4 separate regions of the Mus musculus genome follow, and all the other regions are linked to region 1. A link is a contact called in public HiChIP or PLAC-seq and promoter capture Hi-C data. All regions are on one chromosome and are shown on one strand. Each heading gives the region's core, a stretch centred on a gene start, on an enhancer-like site or on the middle of the called end of the contact. The rest is flanking DNA. Distances are from core to core; before and after follow the strand shown. Region 1 holds the start of Adcy1 (adenylate cyclase 1). Region 2 overlaps Pkd1l1 (polycystic kidney disease protein 1-like 1). Region 3 holds the start of Tns3 (tensin 3). Region 4 has its middle 370 kb from the start of Tns3.

Region 1 (3,529 bases), core at 529-3,028:
CACCTTAATTCCAAACCTGAATATAGGTTCCTCCAGGTTCACTTGAAAGGCATTGATGCTGGCTTACAAACAAACAAACAAACAAACAAACAAACAAGCAGCCTTGACCAAGGGGAGAACTGGAAGCCAACACAGAAAAGCAAGTGGGTGAGGTTTACTTACGAACTTAGCATTTAAATGACTTCACTATGAGTCTTTCTTTTTCATGTAGTCAGGATATTTTTCAGATGTTCTTTAATAAAATCATTAGGGTAGAAAAAGCACACAACATCAAGTAACAAGTGACTCTATGCCTAATGTGGAGAGTTGAGAATCTTGCAGACTTGATAGTATTTAGAGACAATTGGGAATCAGGTGATGACAAGGATGCTTTTTCAAGGCAGTGCCCTAAGGATGGGGCCAGACCATCTTCTCAGCATCAGCTGACGCTCTCCGTGGGTTTCTGCCAAAAGAACACGGAGAGAGAAATGACCAGAAAATGAGGCTGCAGAGCAGTAGGTGTGAACCTTCATGGAAGGAGCAGGGACTGGGGTGAAAACAGTTAGCTTGGGTGCTGACTGGGGCCAGGCAGGCTCTGAGCTGGGAGTGTCTTACAGCGGGAGTCCGCTCCAAGAACAGGGATTAACTGGTTTTCAAGTGGTTCCAGCAAACCTTCAGTATGAACTGTTGGAGATGTTGAGTAGGAAGATTTTTGTAAAAACGACAAGTTCATGTGGCTCAAACTAATTCTAGAGAAAATCTCAAATCCTAATTCCTGTACCTATATAATGTGTGGGGGGGGGGGCACAGGCTCTTACCCTGGGAATTCTCAGGGTCTTCTAAAACAGTCTGGTCAGGATGGACTGAAAGTGAAAATTTGGAAGCGGGGCCTCTAGTAGGAAGAACAGCATATGGGCTGCAAAATTTTGTGAGAGACAGTTCCTGGTGCACCCGTGGGATCCAGAGGTGGCACAAGCTCCTGGCATCTGTTCTACTCTCAGGGTCCTCTGGGACTCTCTCTAAAGGAGAACAGGGGAGCGATCTCAGGGGGCCATCCTGAGTGAGCACCGAATGAAATTCTGTCCGGTCCCTTCCCTTAGTGAATGGACATCACCAAGATCCGCAACTGAGGCGAATCTGTCCCTGCCACTTGTTCAGCTGGAAGTAAACGTCTCGCCATCATTTGCATGGCCAGCTCCTATTTAAGGAGAGAGCCGCGCTATTTTATCTCTCCTTTCAGCCCTCCCTCACCCATCCCTGCACCTAGACCTCACAGCTTCCTTGGACATTGCAGGGCTTTATTCTTGCTCAGGTCAATAGGCAAAGCTTTCACTACCCACCCAGGTGGTGGGCAAATCAGTCACTTAAAGCGCCTTGCATGTGTGACCTGGGATTCTCGGGGTTTCTCGGTGGGCACTGAGTGAGGGGTCCTCTTGGGAGCTGAGTGAGGGCTCCTCTTGGGTGACCTGGTTCTGCTTGCGGAGGGGATACAAATCTAACAGAGCTGTTCCTCCCTCTACTGGGAATTTCTGCGTTTTTTAAACGCCTCCGAAGACTCATAGAGGGGTGGGCTCCACTGTACATAGGAGGGGAAACCGAGGCTCAAAGAGTCAGGAGTGGTGCCCAAGGTCACGTGGCCCCTTGGGCGTGCGGGATCCCGGGCGCTGAGTTGGGCGCGGACTCTGTCCGCCCAGGATCGGGGCTCTTGGGGCTCGCCTGTCGCAGCACGGTCGCCGCAGAGGACCACTGCCGGGGCGCGGGCGGGCGCCAGTGCGCAGGCGCGGCGGGCGGGAGGGGACGCGCTCGGGGCGCGCGCGCTGGGCAGCCGGCGCCCCAACTCCGCCCGCCCCGCGCCCCGGCGCCTCGCCGCCCGCCGCCCGCCCGCCCCGGGGCCGCCGGCCGGCGCCCCGGCGCCCCGGGCCGGCGAGGGGCGCGCCCGTGGCCGCGGCCGCTGCATGGCGCTGAGATGGCGGGGGCGCCGCGCGGCCAAGGCGGCGGCGGAGGCGCGGGCGAGCCCGGGGGCGCAGAGCGGGCGGCCGGGCCGGGCGGCCGGCGTGGGTTCCGGGCGTGTGGCGAGGAGTTCGCGTGCCCCGAGCTGGAGGCGCTGTTCCGCGGCTACACGTTGCGGCTGGAGCAGGCGGCCACGCTGAAAGCGCTGGCTGTGCTCAGCCTACTGGCGGGCGCCCTGGCGCTGGCTGAGCTGCTGGGCGCACCGGGGCCAGCGCCGGGCCTCGCCAAGGGGTCGCACCCAGTGCACTGCATCCTTTTCCTGGCGCTGTTCGTGGTCACCAATGTCCGATCCCTGCAGGTGTCCCAGCTGCAGCAGGTCGGTCAGCTGGCGCTGTTCTTCAGCCTCACCTTCGCGCTACTCTGCTGCCCCTTCGCGCTGGGCGGCCCCGCGAGGAGCTCTGCAGGAGGCGCAATGGGCTCGACGGTCGCCGAGCAGGGGGTTTGGCAACTCCTTTTGGTCACCTTCGTGTCCTATGCCTTGCTGCCCGTGCGCAGCCTACTGGCCATCGGCTTCGGGCTGGTGGTGGCTGCCTCGCACTTACTGGTCACAGCCGCCTTGGTCCCTGCCAAGCGCCCACGTCTCTGGAGGACGGTAAGTGGCACCACGAGTCCCCCATTGGGTTGGAGACACATCTGCCAGCAGCACTGGAGGTGGCAGGAGTTTAACGTTCTTCCTATGGAGAAGGTGGGGAAACTGAGGTTCTGAAGGTGGGACAGGTGTTCAAGGTCAACAGCAAACTGAGGATGCAGTGGAGGAGCTAGCACCCTCCACCCGGTGTTTCTTACGAGATAAGAGTCCCTAGCGTCTTTAGGGTGGAGACGAGAGACTGGTGTGTGGTGGTGGTGGTGGTGGTGACAGGCCCAAGGTCAGGCAGTAGGGTACCGAGCTCAAGTGGGGGACCCAAGCCTGATCCACCGCGCCGGGTTGTACCCGTGTCCCTCAGTAGAGGTACTGAAAAGTGGGAGGGTGCGCGGTCTCCAGGCCAGGCTTCTAGGCTGGCAGAGCGCGCAGCCCCTGGGTTCCTCTCCAGCTCGCCTGGAGCGCATCTGGGGCTCGCTTCTCAATTTCGCGGACCCGAGGGAGCAGTTAGTGGGAAGGGAAGCACTTTGAACCCCACCAGTATCGCTAACCACCCCGGTGTGAATCCGAATTCTGCCCTGAAGGAGAGGAGTTTGCCAAGGTCACACATAGTCTGGTCTCCACAGCTTCTGCTCCCAGTCCTAACCCTGGCTCCATGGAGCCTGAACTTTGTCTCTTTCAACTTGGGTGGGCGAGGGGGCTGCCGGGCCAAGGGCATAGGACTTGACTCCTCCTGGGGATTCTCCTGGACCCCAGAGGTTCCCGTTCCCCATACCACCGCACCCAAGCAGGTGGAGGTGAACCTGGAGGCTGTTCCCAGGAGTTTGGGACCTTCCCCTTCGCTGGCCCTGCCCAGGCGTGGCATCTGAGGGAGGGGTTTGTTCCAGGGCTAGCAGTGGGAGGGAGACGAGAGACAGAAAGGTGGGAGAGTCCATCTAAGGAAAGAAGGTAGCTTCTTCG
Region 2 (3,529 bases), core at 480-2,979, 1.8 Mb after region 1:
TCTTTCTTTTGTGGGACCTTCCCAGACTTTTACTAATGACATCTACATAAAGAGTTAGCTTTGTCCCATTCTGAGCCTGTTGTCTCTAGCTGTGTTTTTGGTTGTCCACCTTGGTGTGGACACTGCTTGTGGCACTCTTAGCATGAGGATTTGGCCCAGGAGCTGGGTTTCTCAAGGTTGATTTGCTCAGCTCGGCAAGCTCTGTGGACATCAGCTACCCAGTGTTCCAGACGTTACACAGGCCTGTGAACTGGGGTTGCGTGGCAGCGCAGTCCCTGGTGTGACCCCTCTCAGTAGCTCCAGATCCACCCTGTTCTCAGACACCTAGACATCTACAGTCCCCTCATGTCCTGGTCTTGAGCAGGGCAAGTGGGTACTGCAGGGCACTGGCTACACAGTGCTTAGTGTACCCATGTGACTTCAAGGTGTGTGTGTGTGTGTGTGTGTGTGTGTGTGTGACTTAGGTCTGCCATTCATGTTTTTGGTGGGTTTGGTTCCTTGTTTTTATGGGCAGCCTGAACAAATGTAAAAGTCTTTGTCAGTGTTTTATCTTTTCAGAATTCCTTTTTCACTCACTTTACATTTGACATTGGAATAATGCCATGGTTCTCTTCTTTGGAGAAGAACCTGTCTCAGGACCTGTTCTTTACATAAGAGAGCTGAGTACGTGTGGGGGATGAGGAAGGGTTTTTAAGAGAGACAATAAACTGGAGGGGACACTGCATACTTTAATGACATCACTGTGGGAAAAACATCTGGAGCTTCTAGATTCTTGATGGATTCAGGAAGCCTAGAACCTGGAACTCGGAACTGGGAGACATGCATGGACTGGTCCTTGCAGAGGGTTCCTCCAGGAACTGCTTCCAGTATCTACCACAGATGGGCAGGGGAATGGGTACCACTGACAAAGAAGCCTGACTGAAGTCAAGTTTGGAGATGGTTGTCTCAGTATCATAGTTACTAACTTTGATGCTTTATCTAAATATTTGAAGTGGACTTTGAGTTGATCTCCAGAACATGTCTGTGTAAACTGTACTGTTGACTTATTTTAGAATACTGGTCCCTGGGCTCATTCAATGCCTATGGAGAGGTACACCAGTTGCTCTTGGACTTTCATAGCCCTGTGTAGCCAGCTGGAGGAGCACAATTCGGGGTCTGGTGTTGGGCACAGTGTGATGTATGTGAGTCTGTGTGGCTGATGGAGTTGAGGTCAGAGCTCTGGGCCATGGATATAACCAGAACACTTTCCTTCCTTAAATGCAGTGTCTCTGTCCCTCACCCTCTGGCACGGGCTGAGACATGGGAAAGGATTTTCCCAAGTGCAGGATCTCTTATCATTCCCTCTAAAAAGAAGACAGGGCCAGAGGAAGACCATTGTATTCTGGCCTTCACCTACCTCAGGGCTGCCTGCATGATGCTCTCTCTCCTCAGTCTCTCCCCGGTCACTCTGAGCTTAGCCTTGGATGGTGTCTGAGCCCAGCGCAGGTGGCGTTCTCGTTGTCGGGTAGCCAAGACCTGTGACAGAAGGGGGGCACCATCATACTGGGGTCAGCATTGGAGAAAGAGAGGCTTTTGGTGTCCCTGCCAATCCAAGAGCTGTCATCATTGCTCTCTGCATTGCATTCAGGGGGACAAAGAGGGACTTTGTGTAGTTAACACACACTGTGTTGTTGGGGAGGCGATGCGAGATGAAGTAGACCCATTTGAAAACTCTGCTCATGTCCCAGGCCAGCTCTTTTGGCAAGGACTTCATCTGGGCCTTTAGAAAGCACAGCTACACAGGAGAGACACGTTCACTGCTGCCCAGTCACAGGGGCAATTGCCTTTGGTATTTGCATACTGCTTTCTGTTAGAGACCTTCAAAGACTGGAAAACTGAGTTTAAAGCAGCTTGTTTTAGCATGAATGATCTTTGTTTTGTTTGCCTTGTGTAATAAAAGCACCATTGCTTCCATGTTGTAGCGACGTGTGTTCATGGGCAGGACTAACTGTAGCTAAGAGGCAAACCCATGGGAAATAGTCACCCATTCATTTCTCACTCATCTGCTTAGCCATTCTAGGCACGTTCAGAGAGCAGCCCCTGGGCCCCTCAGTCCTTCCTCACAAAGCTGCTGGGCTTCTAAGAAATACAGAGCAAAAGCTGTGAAGTGAAGCTTGGTGGTCGTGGTTCAGATATGTCCTATGTGCTGAGGACTGCAAGTATGGCCGAGTGCCTGGGAGACTCAGCAGGTAGAGCATCAGGACTTTAAGGTGATGGCAGACACAGGGTTGGAGAGTTGATCCTGATGAGGATGGAGCTCCTCAAAGGCTTCTTGGTTCTGAGGCTAGGACTACCCTGTGGCCTCAGGGTTGGACCCAGTTGTCTGGGCTACCAGAGCAAGAAAGAGCCTTGGAGGAAGGCAGCCTGCCGGTGTGTAGAGAATTGGTGGTGAAGGATGGAGTCAAGAAGGCAGGAAACAGTGGGCCTATGGTTGGGATGTGGAGACTGCTAGGTCCGTGTGGAAGTAAGGGAAGAGAGAGGGTGTACATTTCCTATGAAAAGCAAATGATTTAGAAGTTCTGAAACTGTGGTCAGAAATTAGAATTTTCATTAGCCTCTAGAGTTTCTTTTTCTTTTTTTATAATTTTAAAAAATTGTAAAATAAAATAAATACTCCTATTTATTTATATATTTATTTAATGTGTATTGGTATTTTGCCTATGTGCATATTCGTGTGAGGGTATCAGATTCTCCTGGTACTGAAGTTACAGATGGCTGTGAGCTGCCATGTAGGTTTTGGGAATTACACCACAGACCTCTGGAAGAGCCATCAGTTCCCTTAACTGCTGAGCCATCTCTCCAGGTATTACCTCTACATTTTCAAGTGTATTCATTTCCTTGTGGTTCTGATTTCACTGGGATTGGGGTAAATGTAAGGAAAGAAGCTTAAGAAATTCACACACACACACACACACACACACACACACACACACACACAGAGTGGGGCTCCAAAAGCACAGCCAAATTTGAACTAAGGTCTGAATCCCCATCTTCATGGTGGAAGCAGCAGATCCAAACGCTCCCCGTTCTGCTCACCCTTTCAGCCTCCTCAGCAGTGTCAGGACTATAGGAGATAGGAGAAAGAGGAACACGGGTTCTGGAATGTTCTTCCAATTCCAAATCCAGACCCTTGGTCGCATCTTGTAAAGACTCAGTAAAAAACTTGCTGTCATGTTTCCGTTTCCAAGCAAAGACAAGTGCTGCCAAGCAGATCTGGAAGAGAGGTGCCCAGCATCCACATCTGTTTGTGCCCCTCCCACAGAGCCATCTTTCTGGTCTTGCACTGCCAGCTGACTTTATCTCACTTCAAAATAGGTACCAGAAGCCGCTACCCTGAAATCCCCAGTACCTAGTCACCAGGTATGGCCTCCATCAAGAGACTTGCTAGGGGCCTTATGGAACAGATTCATAAACTGAAAATATAAGCAAAATGATTCATCTCTTTTGGGAGTTTTAAAAATAAGGATTCCGAATGCCAGGTTAAGGTGGA
Region 3 (3,529 bases), core at 668-3,167, 1.6 Mb after region 1:
CATTTAGGCATATGATGTTCCCTGAAGCAACTACTTTTTTTTTTCTATCTTCTTAGTGGTTAGGTTTCGCATCTGCTGCTGCGGATAGCTTTAGCAGCCTCGGCAGAGGAGCTACCCTCAGTGGAAGAACTGCTGCTGTCTGGACAAGCATTCAAAGCCAATTGCCAGGGAAGCAGCAGCAGCAGCCAGCCTGCAGGAGCCAGGCCATAGAACTCAGACATTGTGTCCCAGAATTCCAGCTACTCCTCCACATTTCAGCTTCATAAACAGGATACTTGGCATTTCTTTGCCCATATGCAAAATGGGTGTGATAATCCCACTTCCCTCTTTCTTCCAAGAATCATTGGGTGAGATGAAATAAACAACAGGCAAAGAGTTTAGTACCACTCAGCCAGAGGTCCTTATTGCCCTCTGTCATTCTTTGGGGGGGGGGGGGGCAGTCACCATGACTTTATCGGAGGTCTGGCTTCTTACCAATTGCCCCAGTTAGTTCTCCAGGACCCAGCAAATGCACCCCCTTGTCTGTGCCCCCCTTCCCTCACATAAACACACACACGCACACACACACACACACACACACACTCCAAGTCCTGGCCTAGCCTCCTACAGCTTCCAGCTGCAGCCATCCCCGCCCCCTTCCTGGTCCTCAGCACAGAAAAGCCTTTCTTAATACTTGTTGATTGATTTGCAAATATAACCTCATAGGCCCCAAAGAGGGAAGCAACAAAATCACAAAGACAGTCAAAAATCTCTTTTAACAGGCAAAAAACTAAAAGCACTTTTAAAAAGTATTCATATGAACAGACCAAAGCCTCAAGGAAATACATCAATATGTCAAAAGGGTTAGCTCTGATGGGGTACACATTATTACTATAGTAGCTCCTGTATTCTTGGTTTGGGGTGTCGTTTTGAAGCTCTATACAGTGGAGCAGAAGGCACAACTCAAGAAACAAAATTTGGAGTGGGCTGTGACAAAGCCGAGGGCGTTCCAATCAGTTGTGGTCACCCTAGATAGTGCGGTCTGCTGGCCCCAAGCCCTGGAGGGAACTTTTTGTGTTCAGTCACGCTAGAGAGTCGGGATCACCTGCTGGCACCGGCCAGAATGCCAGTTGGGGAAGGAAGGGGTTCGGGGTCTCTTTTTGCGGCATAGACTCTCAAATCGATCCAAGCAAACGTCCCCAGGGGCAGAACACAGAACTACACAGAAACCCCGGGGCCCAGGACCCTCCCTCCTACTTGTCAGCTACAGTGCCCGCGTGCCAGGAGACACGTGCCACAGGTGGCCCCCAGGCCTGTGCCTGCACTCGTACTCCTCCGAATAGTGGGAAAAGGCGGGATGAGACCCCTGGCTCCCAAGCAACCGAAAGGAAAGGAAAAGAGGCACACAGCTCACTTGCCTGGAAAAGGCGGGAGTAAAGTCCTGAGAAGTCTCATTGCAGCCCCAAGCGGCTCCTCCGTCTTCTCTTCCCTAACTGTCTCAGGGAGCAAAGTCCGCAGGGCCGGGGCGGCGATAGTGTGGTTCCGCCCCCGCCCTCCTAGCTAGGCGCCGGGCGCCGCGACCAGGACCCTGCCGGCCCCGGAGCTCCGGCCCGCGTCGGCCCGAGGACCTGGCTGAGCCCCAGACTCCCGATCGCCGCAGACCCCCTGGTCGTCCTCAGTCCTGGATCCCAAGCGCCCTTCCCGGGTGCCCCCGCGCCTTGTCCCTACACCCTCAACTGTCTCCGCGCCCAGGTTTGGTGTCTGCTCGGCTGCAACCCAGTTCCAAGACCCCGAACGCCCAGGCTCTGGAACCTGAGCGGGGGCCCCAAACAAAGAGTGTGGCGGCGTGTGGCTGCCCCTGCCCTGCTCCCGACCCTGGTACCTGGGCGAACCCGCAGCGCGGTCCGGCGGGGCGATGGCCGAAGCGAAGCTGGGCTCCGAGCTGCTCGCGGGCGGGCCCGTCCTCCTGGCTGGCCGCCCGCGCCCGCGGCAGGGCCCCCTCGAGGCGGCTCCGGCAATCGCTACGGACCGCCCGCGCACCGGAGCCCTGCCGGTCACCTGGTCTCATCTTCCTAACAATGTCCTGCGTTTCCAGGTGCTGGACACCCGCCCCCCGCACTCACCCCCTCGGGTTCCTGACCCAAGGGATGAGCTCTTTAAAATACCCTCCCACTTCGCTGGCCTCCCTAAATACCTCGGGGGCCCCAGTATTCTATAGGCTCAACAGTTCCATGTCTACGTAAGTGCACCTGGGGAGGGAGGTTCGAGTCCCATTCCTGCAAAACCAGTTTATTGTTTCATCCAGTGTGTCTAAGTGCTGTTTCTGCCAGGAGGAAGTCCTACAATACCCTCCAGTGACTTATTATCCCGTGGGGCTCTACGTGTATCAAGCAGCAGTCTCTAAGACAGCCCAGGATGCTCCAACAGCCCCTTCAACATCCAGAATTCACCAGGCAGGAGGAGATGATGGTGCTGGGTAGAAGTCCCTTGACTTCTTAAAGTGAACCTAGCAGGAGAGAATACGGTTGAGGCTGGCAGGAACACAGGAGAAAGAAGATCTCCTGAACAGCCTTTCTCAGATGAGGACAGAGCAAGATTTCTTAAGAGATCCCCAAGATTCGGATAGCTGGGCCTCTGTGTCCATTTTCTCATTGCGATCTCCAGGGAATGATGGCATGCCATTGCATGGTCTTTCAAACACGTCTGCATAAATGAGATGGAATTTCCATCAGTTTCTAGTGGACACCAGCAGCCCTTAATATCTCTGATTCCACTCCGGGAAAACACTCCAGGTAGCTTTAAAAGAGGGTAGAAATTGTATCTATCTGCTCGGTGCAGCCACTGTCTGAGGTTACCAAAACCTGTTCAATTCTTGCCATATTGTGCCTTCAAGAAAAAGCCAGGCTTGCCAGGAATGGTGGAGAAGCTGAGCTAGGAAAGTAATATCTGGTGGATCTGTTTACAGCGCAGCCTTCACAAACACTGAGGTGAGGCCCTGGATCCTAGGCCAGGCTAGAGGCCGGGCCACACCCTGTTTCCTCTCCCCCAGGTTTGGGAAGGCTATGCCTATCTCTGAGAAATGGAGACATTGGGAGAAGGAGATGTTGCCTGAGGCAAAAGCTTCCCCAGGCCCTGAGCCCCAGGCCCTAAGGAATGAAACAAGCATTTCCCTAGCCTCTGGGAGTCCCACGGGTCATGGGTGAGGAACAGGATGCTTGTAAAGGAGCCTTTAGAGGGGATAGGGAGGAGGTCACAGTCATTCTGCTAGAAAGGGGGACAAGGCAGGAACTGTTCCTTTGCCTTTGACCTGGTAAGAAAACACCCCCAAAATCTTAACTTGACATAGGTAAACCAAGTGGTGGGGATCAGAGCACTGTAAGGTGAGGATCCAAGACTATCCAGATTCCGTGCTGTTCTCTCAGATGTTTACCAACAGCCTACTCACTCCAGCCCTCCAGTCACTGGGTTGCCTTGCTTGGTCCCAGCTGCCCGAGGGACTGCAAGAATTTCCACAAGGTGTTCCAATCACCCTCCTTAAGAGCTAATGTGG
Region 4 (3,529 bases), core at 506-3,005, 1.2 Mb after region 1:
GATCAATGAGAGTAGGAATGGGACAAGAAGCAAAGCTGTTCCCCTTCTGTGGACAAGAACAAAGAGAGAGAAAGACAAGGCTGGGGTCTCACTGTCCCTCAAAGGCACAACCCCAACCCCTTCTACTATGTCCCCTTAAAGTCACTGTCACCTCCAAAATATGCCAGAAACCTTTAAAACATGGGCCTTTTGGGAGATATTTAAGACCCAAATAAAAATGACAAGACTGTGGAAGTATAGAAATATAGTTTACTGATTACTAAAGCCTATATCTGAGAACTGACAAAATAGCTCTACTAGAGAAATACAGTTTTTCAACTTCACTATTGTTATTTTTATGAATGTTGTCTTCCTTTTTGGTGGCAATGGAAACAGAGTCTTCAAAAGAAATCTACAAAGAAGATCCCAGGCTCAGTGCTTCCTGTGAGTTGGACACTCGATAGCAGCAAAGGGTAAAATGCAGCCTAATGCCTCCCATTCCATCTGCTCAGTGGAGTTCACACACCCCAGTGGTGAGGGAAGACACAGAGCAATACTTTTGATGGCAATAGGGACACAGTCTTCAAGAGAAATCTGCAAAGAAGAGCCCCAAATAACATTGAAGAAAATTCAGGTTAACTGATATACACAACTCAATACTGAATATGGAAAATAAGGACATCTGACTGCTCCAAGGGCTCGTCACACTGCAGTAACCACACCCAAAGATATTGAAACAGGTGAGATGCCAGACAATGACTTCAAAAGACCAATTTTTAAAATGATCAGTGACTTCAAACCAGTTACATATAAATAGCTGAGTAAATTATAGAAGATGATATGACAGAGTGAGAGGGTCAACAAAGAGACTGAGATTCTGAAATGGAGCCAAGCAGAAAGCTTAGCAATGTGAAGCTTGGTTAGACAAGAAACACTCAGGGGAACTCAGCAATAGGATCAAGTGAAATAAAGTATATGAGAACCTGATATTATACTTCTAACATTTACTTAATGGGTGTGCTCCTGTGTACATGTGTGCATGCACATGCCATGTTGTACATCTAGAGGTCAGGGAAAATTTGGACGATTCAGTTCTTTTCTTTTACCATATGTTTTCCAGGGTTACAACTCAGGGCTTCAAGCGCCTTTACCTGCTGAGTCATCTCACTGGCTCTACTTCTATTAAAAATGAATCTGTCATCTATCTGTCATCTCTGTATCTATCATCTGTCAATATGCATCTATCTACAATAGATATATAAGTAGATATAAAAATACTCGAGCTTAATAGCAGAGTTATGAAAACACAAAATTAAAATAATAGTTTGACATTGGCTTTGCTATCCCCGACCTCATCCTTTACATGTGAGCACCTTTTAGCAAATGTGCATGGTATTTGCATATGAAAACCACAGAGTAGCTATTAAAAGCAATGAAAATACTCCAGATGCTACATAGCCCCACTCACATCCGATCAGCAATAAAATTCTTGGAACTCAACAATTTTGATCTGTCTTATAACAGCTCATTGGAAACCGGGGGGGAAATACAACCAGTAAAAGGGATGGAAAGAATTTTTCCCTCAGGAATTTAAAATCTTGACTCAGATTTTGTAGAACGGTTAATTAGAATTAAAATTCACAAGGTCAGAGTGTAAGAATAATAGCTCTCCTCCAAGAACAAACCATGTGACGTTTTACTCAGTCCTGAATGGCCTGAGACTAGCTGAATAGTTTCAGCTGCCTGAAAATCCAGACCTGCTCTTGGCAAATGTGTTGGCACCCCAAGTCCAAGGACACAGGCCCTATAGGGGAAGTAATATGATCCCCTGGCATGGTGCTTTATCCACATCCACCTAGCCCATCTGCATCTCCATGACAACCAGGGCTGTGAATCCCAGGGAAGAATTCAGGCCTGGGAGTCTTATAGACTGAAAGTTGAAGCCAGCTGCGCCAGATTCCTGCTCTCTGATATTTAGCTATTTATTTACATTCTCTCAGTTATGAAGAATAAACTAATCCATAGGAAGCACAGGATCCAGTGAGCTCATGTTAAAGCTCAGGAAACATCATTATTTATTTTTATGTTTTAATTTCTTTGGGAAGCAAAAATGCTTACTGTAGGACATGTGGATTTATCATTCAAGAAAAATATAAGTAAATCTTAATAAAATTTAAAAGGTCATAGTTACAGAAGTTAAAGGGCAGAAATAACCCAAGTATATATTTTCCAATAACAATTACAAAACTATGCAAGATCCTTGCAATGCTGTATAACCCCACCATAAAAGTCAACACTGCTACATGTTAACACATGGATGAGTCTCAAAAGTATTATACGAAGTGAAAGGACTTGGACGCCAAAAGTAATTATTGAATATCACAGTTATATTAAATATTCAGGAGATGCTAACTTTTGAAAAATATGAAGATGATTAGTCATCATTGGTTTCTAAAGATACACAGAGTAGGTATCAGGCATTTAATATAAAAATGGGGTTTCTCTTGCAGGAAAGAAAAGCTAAATGAGTCAGATGGTGATATCATGAAAGTAATTAATGCCACAGTAAAAAGTACTGAAATAAATAGGACTAGATAATTTCACTTCAGTTTTGTAAGTTTCAAACTCTTCACACCAAAACACCACTCAGAAAATCAAGCATGAAAAAAAAAATTGTGGAGTAAATCTATATGTATGTAGCATGATATAGATATGACTTCTATTTTAAAGTCTTGCTAAAATTTTCATGCAGACAATTCAAATGTAGAACATAAAATCATCAAAAAGTACACTTAAGGATTGGTTAAATAATCAATTTAATCGCCTTGAAATCATAATCAAATAGGGAACAAAATACCCATGGAGGGAGTTACAGAGACAAAGTTTGGAGCTGAGATGGAAGGATGGACCATCCAGAGACTGCCCCACCCAGGGATCTATCCCATAATTGGGCACCAAATGTGGACACTATTGCATATGCCAGAAAGATTTTACTGACAGAACCCTGATATAGCTCTCTCTTGTGAGGCTATGCCAGTGCCTGGCAAATACAGAAGTGGATGCTCACAGTCATCTATTGGATGGAACACAGGGCCCCCAATGGAGGAGCTAGAGAAATTATCCAATTAACTGAAGAGGTCTGCAACCCTATAGGAGGAACAACAATATGAACTAACCAGTATCCCCAGAGCTCGTGCCTCTAGCTGCATATGTATCAGAAGATGGCCTAGTTGGCCATCATTGGGAAGAGAGGCCCCTTGGTCTTGCACACTTTACATGCCCCAGTACAGGGGAACGCCAGGGCTGAGAAGCAGGAGTGGGTGGGTTGGGAAGCAAGGCAGGGGGAGGGTATAGGGGACTTTTGGGATAGCATTTGAAATGTAAATGAAGAAAATATCTAATTTTTTTTAAAAACTGTTTAATAAATAAATAAATAAATAATAGGAAAAAATCATAATCAAAGCTCAGTAAGTTAATTTAACCACTAATCTAAATAGCTAAAATTGACATCAATCTCATGAAGTACTGGCCAGTGAGCTGCAGGGATCCA

Evidence for each region. Promoter capture Hi-C pulls out the DNA fragments that hold promoters and counts their contacts. HiChIP or PLAC-seq counts read pairs in DNA pulled down with a chosen protein or histone mark.
Region 2: a contact with region 1 is called in an H3K4me3 HiChIP or PLAC-seq map of embryonic forebrain, with 6 times the contacts expected there. The contact joins the enhancer-like site here to the promoter of Adcy1 in region 1. A contact is called at or near these places in 3 of 39 promoter capture datasets (liver and stem cell-derived epiblast-like cells) and 3 of 115 datasets of contacts at active chromatin or transcription factors (astrocytes, embryonic forebrain and embryonic stem cells).
Region 3: a contact with region 1 is called in a promoter capture Hi-C map of embryonic stem cells, with 6 times the contacts expected there. The contact joins the promoter of Tns3 here to the promoter of Adcy1 in region 1. A contact is called at or near these places in 2 of 39 promoter capture datasets (embryonic stem cells and liver) and 3 of 115 datasets of contacts at active chromatin or transcription factors (embryonic midbrain, embryonic stem cells and stem cell-derived neural progenitor cells).
Region 4: a promoter capture Hi-C map of second pharyngeal arch cranial neural crest shows a contact between it and region 1. The contact joins the enhancer-like site here to the promoter of Adcy1 in region 1. A contact is called at or near these places in 4 of 39 promoter capture datasets (embryonic stem cells, liver, pre-B cells and 1 more) and 1 of 115 datasets of contacts at active chromatin or transcription factors (stem cell-derived neural progenitor cells).

The regions. Positions count from the first base shown.
Region 1 is chr11:7,061,655-7,065,183 of GRCm38.p6, forward strand. Adcy1 (adenylate cyclase 1) reads left to right here and starts at 1,779. Exons shown (of 20, transcript NM_009622.2): 1 at 1,779-2,581. The coding sequence starts at 1,946.
Region 2 is chr11:8,862,407-8,865,935 of GRCm38.p6, forward strand. It overlaps Pkd1l1 (polycystic kidney disease protein 1-like 1), which reads right to left. Exons shown (of 52, transcript XM_017314870.1): 39 at 3,076-3,252; 40 at 1,397-1,515. Among named protein-coding and RNA genes, the nearest start is that of Gm40814, 57 kb to the right of the region's middle. Within about 2 kb of position 1,730, at least 47 of the 459 cell types and tissues checked have an H3K27ac peak or open chromatin away from gene starts, as enhancers often do. A contact at or near this core is called in embryonic forebrain, where this site is marked.
Region 3 is chr11:8,662,618-8,666,146 of GRCm38.p6, forward strand. It overlaps Tns3 (tensin 3), which reads right to left and starts at 1,918. Exons shown (of 31, transcript NM_001083587.1): 1 at 1,862-1,918.
Region 4 is chr11:8,292,061-8,295,589 of GRCm38.p6, forward strand. No RefSeq gene overlaps it. Among named protein-coding and RNA genes, the nearest start is that of Tns3, 370 kb to the right of the region's middle. Within about 2 kb of position 1,756, at least 15 of the 459 cell types and tissues checked have an H3K27ac peak or open chromatin away from gene starts, as enhancers often do. A contact at or near this core is called in second pharyngeal arch cranial neural crest and stem cell-derived neural progenitor cells, where this site is marked.